2 separate regions of the Anas platyrhynchos genome follow, and region 2 is linked to region 1. The links are chromatin contacts, called in public Hi-C maps. All regions are on one chromosome and are shown on one strand. Each heading gives the region's core, a stretch centred on a gene start, on an enhancer-like site or on the middle of the called end of the contact. The rest is flanking DNA. Distances are from core to core; before and after follow the strand shown.

Evidence for each region. Hi-C and Micro-C count contacts between places; a contact is called where the count stands out from the background.
Region 2: a contact with region 1 is called in a Hi-C map of F5 follicle, with 1.8 times the contacts expected there. The contact joins the promoter of PACS2 here to the enhancer-like site in region 1. A contact is called at or near these places in 2 of 8 Hi-C or Micro-C datasets (F5 follicle and subcutaneous adipose tissue).

Annotation. Positions count from the first base shown.
Region 1 is chr8:16,443,542-16,446,114 of IASCAAS_PekinDuck_T2T, reverse strand. It overlaps PACS2 (phosphofurin acidic cluster sorting protein 2), which reads left to right. Exons shown (of 24, transcript XM_072041685.1): 19 at 2,047-2,089. Among named protein-coding and RNA genes, the nearest start is that of MTA1, 18 kb to the right of the region's middle. Within about 2 kb of position 1,299, at least 5 of the 8 cell types and tissues checked have an H3K27ac peak or open chromatin away from gene starts, as enhancers often do. A contact at or near this core is called in F5 follicle, where this site is marked.
Region 2 is chr8:16,497,657-16,500,229 of IASCAAS_PekinDuck_T2T, reverse strand. PACS2 (phosphofurin acidic cluster sorting protein 2) reads left to right here and starts at 1,293. Exons shown (of 24, transcript XM_072041685.1): 1 at 1,293-1,495. The coding sequence starts at 1,368. SEC22B (SEC22 homolog B, vesicle trafficking protein) reads right to left here and starts at 1,150. Exons shown (of 5, transcript XM_027463699.3): 1 at 966-1,150; 2 at 707-816. The coding sequence starts at 1,040.

The sequences.
Region 1 (2,573 bases), core at 50-2,549:
GGACAGTTCACCTTTGAAGGATTGATCTCAGGTGGATGGATTTTGCTCAATCAGTACCAATAATTAGACAAAACCCATTCCAGATAAAGAAGAGTTTCTTTCTAGCCTCTCTGCACAGGTCTCTTTTTTTTATATTCCTCAGAAATGGAGAAGAACCATTAGCGATGCTGTTGAAAAATCACAGACAAGGGTTAGGGTCTAGCTATAAATTATAAGGGGCTGTGGTGGAAGGCCTTGGCCAAGGTGAGAGGATTCTGGATGAATGTTTTGGGATCCCAAAGGACAAGAAATTGGAAAGAGCATAAAAGATAAAGCGAAGAACAAGCACAGCTATCTCATCTGTACTTCGGTCTGCGTGAAGAGCAGCTGCTCTGATAAGCTGTGTTTTCAGAGGCATGCATGTGAGATCAGAGATCCCAAGAAGACGTGTGCCAGGACTAGCCTAGCCCAGCTGAAATCCAGATGGATTCCTTCAGGGACGGCCTGTGCATCACTGTGAGCTGCGATAAGTGGTGGCTGAAGCAAAATACTCATTTCACAGCTGCCCCTCGGCTCTCTGTGGTGAGAGTCTGAGCTCCCAGCGGAGCAGGAACAAGTTACCTTGCTGGAATTGGGCAAGGTTTGCTTTTCAAGAGCTCAGAGCAAAGCCACCCAGCGGCTGTGAGGTGACGAGACCGCGATGGTGCTTCCATCCCTCCCAGACTTGCTTCTTCTGCCTGCTTCGTGGCCCGTGGAGCTGAAGAAAGGAGCAGAAAGCTGAGCTGCTGTTCGTGCTTCTCCAACATCTGTGTGTGGTTCTCCTTGCCCTTTGCAGAAGAGGAGCTGGAAATCTCATGTCCGTAGAGATCTGTTTGCCAGGGGACCTGCAGCCGTGGTTGGAAAGATGTGGCCTTTCTGGCTTCCAACCCCACACGGTGGGCTCTGCTTGCTGTGCTCTGGGGGAAGGAGGGAAGATGCAGTGCCTGGGGCTGAAGGCAGGAAGGAAGCAAAGCCCCCGGCTTGGCTGCAGATCTCGGGGCAGAGCGGAGGCGAGGCAGGAGAGGAGGCAAAAGCACCTCTGAGTCACGTTTCCTGCAGTTACGTGCCACTCCTTCCGTAGGGCCTAGAGGAAACTGTGCAGCCCCTGGTAGCCACAGGGTGGTTGGCAACTTTGGTGCGTTTCTGTGCTGCAAAGGGTGCAGAAATACCCGTTTCAGTGAGATATTTGCGCTGTGCTCCTGCAGCCCTGTGCTGCCCCACGTGCCTGCCTTCCTCCTCGCTTGGATCCTCCCCTCCTGTCGTTGTCGGTTCTCCCTGGCTCCTGCTAGGTGTGGCTGTGGCCTTCGTGGCTGGCCCGGTTGTCGTCACCCCGCCATCTTCCAAATCCCGAGGCAGGAGCAGAGCAGGAGAGGCTTGCAGAAAGCCGTGCTGTCCCCAGGCACCGTGTGCGTGCTGTCTGCCCTGGTGTAGCCGTGTGCTGTCCTCCAGCTGTGTCCCGACCCCCCCGGTACGCCCTGGGGCCTGTCTCAGTGGCTGCAAGCTCCCGGTGGCAGGGAACGTGCATCCACACGCGTGTGTGTGATGTGTGTGATGTGTGTGTGTGTCCGTACGTGCTAGTGCTGCCCCAGTAACCACGTGTCACGGCTTGTAACCCCGTGGCAGGCTGTAAACTGCTTGTAGCAATGCCGGGCTGTGCAAGGTATGACTCCCTCCCCAGGCGTGACGGCCTGCGCAGCGCTGCAGGGACTAGTAAGTAACGCCCCGCTCCCCGCCCTGTCGTGCCACAGGCCCGTCTCCTCGTGGCAGGAGCCCGTGTGGCTGTGCCCCTAAAGCATGTTTCTGTCTCGAGCACAAGGGAGACGCTTCCCTCGAGGGGCCTTCCCCCTCAGAGGCGTGCCGCAGGCTGTGTGCTCCTCCCCACCCATGCTGGCAGGGGGCCGTGAGAGGAGACCTTGGACTGGCGCTTGCACACTGTCCGTCCCCGCTGCATGCTGGAATGCGACGTATGAAGTGAGTATCGTGCCCGTGGAGGCGGGCTACTAACAACTCTTTTCTCTTTGCCTCTAGCCCCGATGAAGAATCTTCGCAGAAGTTCATTCCCTTTGTCGGGGTGAGTGTGTCTTGGTTACTGTCTCAAGCCACAGGGGTTCAAACCAACTTGTCACCTGCTTTTTGGGGTGCAGCAGGAGCACTTTCTTCTCACTCCAGAGAAGGAAGCGTGATGCTGAAGTGCTCCGACCCGCAGCCTGTCTCTGCTGCAGGCCAAAGCACCGAGTTAGTGGGAGTCACTCACTGCTGGCCACGTGCAGAGGAATGGGCTGTGTTCCTGAAAACCTGGCCTCAGGGTCGCTGTGCTGAACGTTGCCCTGTGTATCAGTTCAGCCAGATTTGTGTTCCGATGTCAGTCCTGTGTGCTTGTCATGAACAGTCTCCAGTCCTCTTAACATCCCCTCTGCTCCTGGGAAATGGAGGGTGCGTCCCTGTAGGGAGGTCACAATGCCACGGTTATGTTTGTCGGAGGCAGGAGGTGTGTAAGATATTTTAACAAGTGAGTATGTAGGGAGACAGTACGTATATAAGTAATATATATTGAG
Region 2 (2,573 bases), core at 44-2,543, 54 kb before region 1:
TATTCTGCTAATTACAGGTCACATAAAGAAGCATTTCCTCTTCTCAAAGATGAGCCTGCTCTGCTGCCTTTCATGGGCTGCGAATTCTTCCTCCTACTTTCCTTCCCTGTCCCACTGCTATTCGTTGGGGACCAAGGGTGCCTGACCCACATTCTCTGCAGGCTTTCCTTACTTTATATTCGAGTTACCTTATTGATGTGCTACTGCAGAAAGCCAAAAGAGCTTTTAAGCTGAACGTTTTCCAATATTTAAGAAGATTAATTAAATGTTAACACATTTGACAAATGTAGCAGGTGTGAAAAACACATTTGGCAAATATACTGAAGAAATAAGTCAGAGATGCCCCGTGTGCCTTGACCCAAGTGGACGTGTTATGAGGTACGCTCTTATGGAGAGGGGAGTCCTGTGCAGAAGGGGTTCACGGTGGTAACGCCAAGCTGCTTTTACCAAAGACTTACTGAAAGAGAAGGGCAAGGTGTGGAGCATCTTTTTAATAAGAGAAGACAGAAGGTAGAGAGAAAACAATGAAAGTAGAAAGGGTGGAAGGTAGAGAGGACCCAATGAAGGCAGACAAGACGCAAGCTAACAGGGAATGCTTAAAGGGAGGAGAACCCATACTACATTCAGCAAAGGCAGAGCTACAAAACAGGCTGAAAGACACACGGAGGAGCGGCAGCGGGCTGCCCCTCGGCACCCCGGTACTCACTGGAAAGCCATGGCTCCCGCCTCCAGCGTGCACCTGGTGGGCGACTGCTCGTTCAGCCTGCGGAACAGCTGCTTCGCCTGGCTCTGGTACTGCTGCAGGTCGCGGCCGGACTGCGGAGGGAGAGAGAGAGGAGGCACAGGCTGAGGACCACGGCTGAGGGGCACCCCCCGGCCAGGCCTAACCCCCCCTGCACAGGCAGCACCGCCCACCCACCCCGCCCCGGGACCCCCGCGGGCCCCGCCCGTTGTTTGAACCCCACCTGCTCATCCTCCTGCATGGAGGCGGCCAGCGGCAGCCCGTCGGCCACGCGGGCGATCATGGTGAGCAGCACCATGGCGGCGGGACAGGAGGGCGCCGCGCAGCGCCCGGGCACCACCTCCTCCTCCTCCGGTGCCGCCGCCGGCACTGAGCTGGCCGGAAGCTGCGGCAGCGACTTCCGGTGGGGGAGAGACGGAGGCGACTTCCGGTTTGGGCGCAGCCGGGGCGGGTGGGCGTGGCCTAGGGGGCGGTGGGCGTGGCCTCAGCGAGCACAGGCGTGGCTTTAGACACCGCGAGGCCACGCCCACCGCCTGCGAGGCCCCGCCCACTCCCCCTAGGCCACGCCCCCTTCCACGTGACGCCGCGGCGCGGGGCGGGCGGCGCGGGGCCGGTGCTCGCGGCCATGGCGGCGGCGGCGGAGCGGGGCCGCCTCAGCTTCCCGGGGGGCGCGGGGGCGCTGGGCCGCCCGGTGCCCATGAACCTGTTCGCCACCTGGGAGATCGACGGCTCCAGCCCCAGCTGCGTCCCCAGGTAACGGCTCCCGGCCGAGCCCAGCCCAGCCCCGCCGCCACCGCCCCTCCCAGCTCCCGTTTTAGGGTCCCCGGGGCCGTGGCGGTGCCCGGTCCCCTCCCTGCCCCCTTCCCCATCCCCTCCCTTTCCCCTTTTTCCCCTTTCCCTCTCCCTTCCCTTCATTTCCCCTCCCTTCCCCTCCCGGTGCCCGTTACCGGTGCCGTTCCCGTTCCGTTCCCGTGCCGTTCCCGTTGCTTTTGCCCTATTTCCCCGTTTTTCACCCCATTTTCCCGCTGGGTTACCCCCCCCCAGCAGCCCGGGAGCTCTCCACCCGCCCCATCCCGCTATGTCCTGCGCCACCCGCACCCTGCAGCCCTGCCCTGACCGGAGGGGGGTTTTGGGGCAAAAAACCTAAATTTTGGGGGAAAAAACCTTAAATCCTGCATTTTGGGGTGAGCGAGCCCTGCAGCGGGTCTGAAAAACCCTGGGGTTTGCAGCCAGCCCTACAGCTGCAGGTGCTCCCGCTCCCTGACCGCATCCTACGGGGGGGATTTGGGGGTTGTGCCCCTATAGGAGGGGGTGGGAGCAGCTGGGGAGCTTTTGGTTTTTTTTTTTGGGGTGCCAGGCTCCAGCATGAATCCGTGTTGTGCTGTGCAGAGGGCACAGACCCCTTGTTGTAAGGCTGCTTTGAAACCCTTCTCGCCCATGGGACAGCAAGGTAGCGGGGTTTTCATCCCCTCAGCCTTATAACAGTGGTCCCTAAAATAAAATAACCCCCCCCCGATGAGCGCCCGTCACCGTCAAGGACTTTGGGTCCCGCATCTCCATTTCTGCTGATACCTGCAGATCTGGAAGCGAGCTCCCGACCCGGCGTGCTCGCTTTGCAGCTCTGGGGATGACCCCGAAACGCAGCGTGAGGACGGGGGCTGCTCCGTATGGCAGCGGGTCCCGGTGCCCATCCCTCCACGAGGGCTGTGCTGCGGGGCCGCGATGTCCCCAAAGTGCCCAGAGGGTTTGGGTGCCCCGAGCTGAAGGCAGAAGCAGCCGGGGCTGCGGCTCCTGCAGCGGGGTCGCTCTGCCCGCAGGGTGAGCGCTGCGC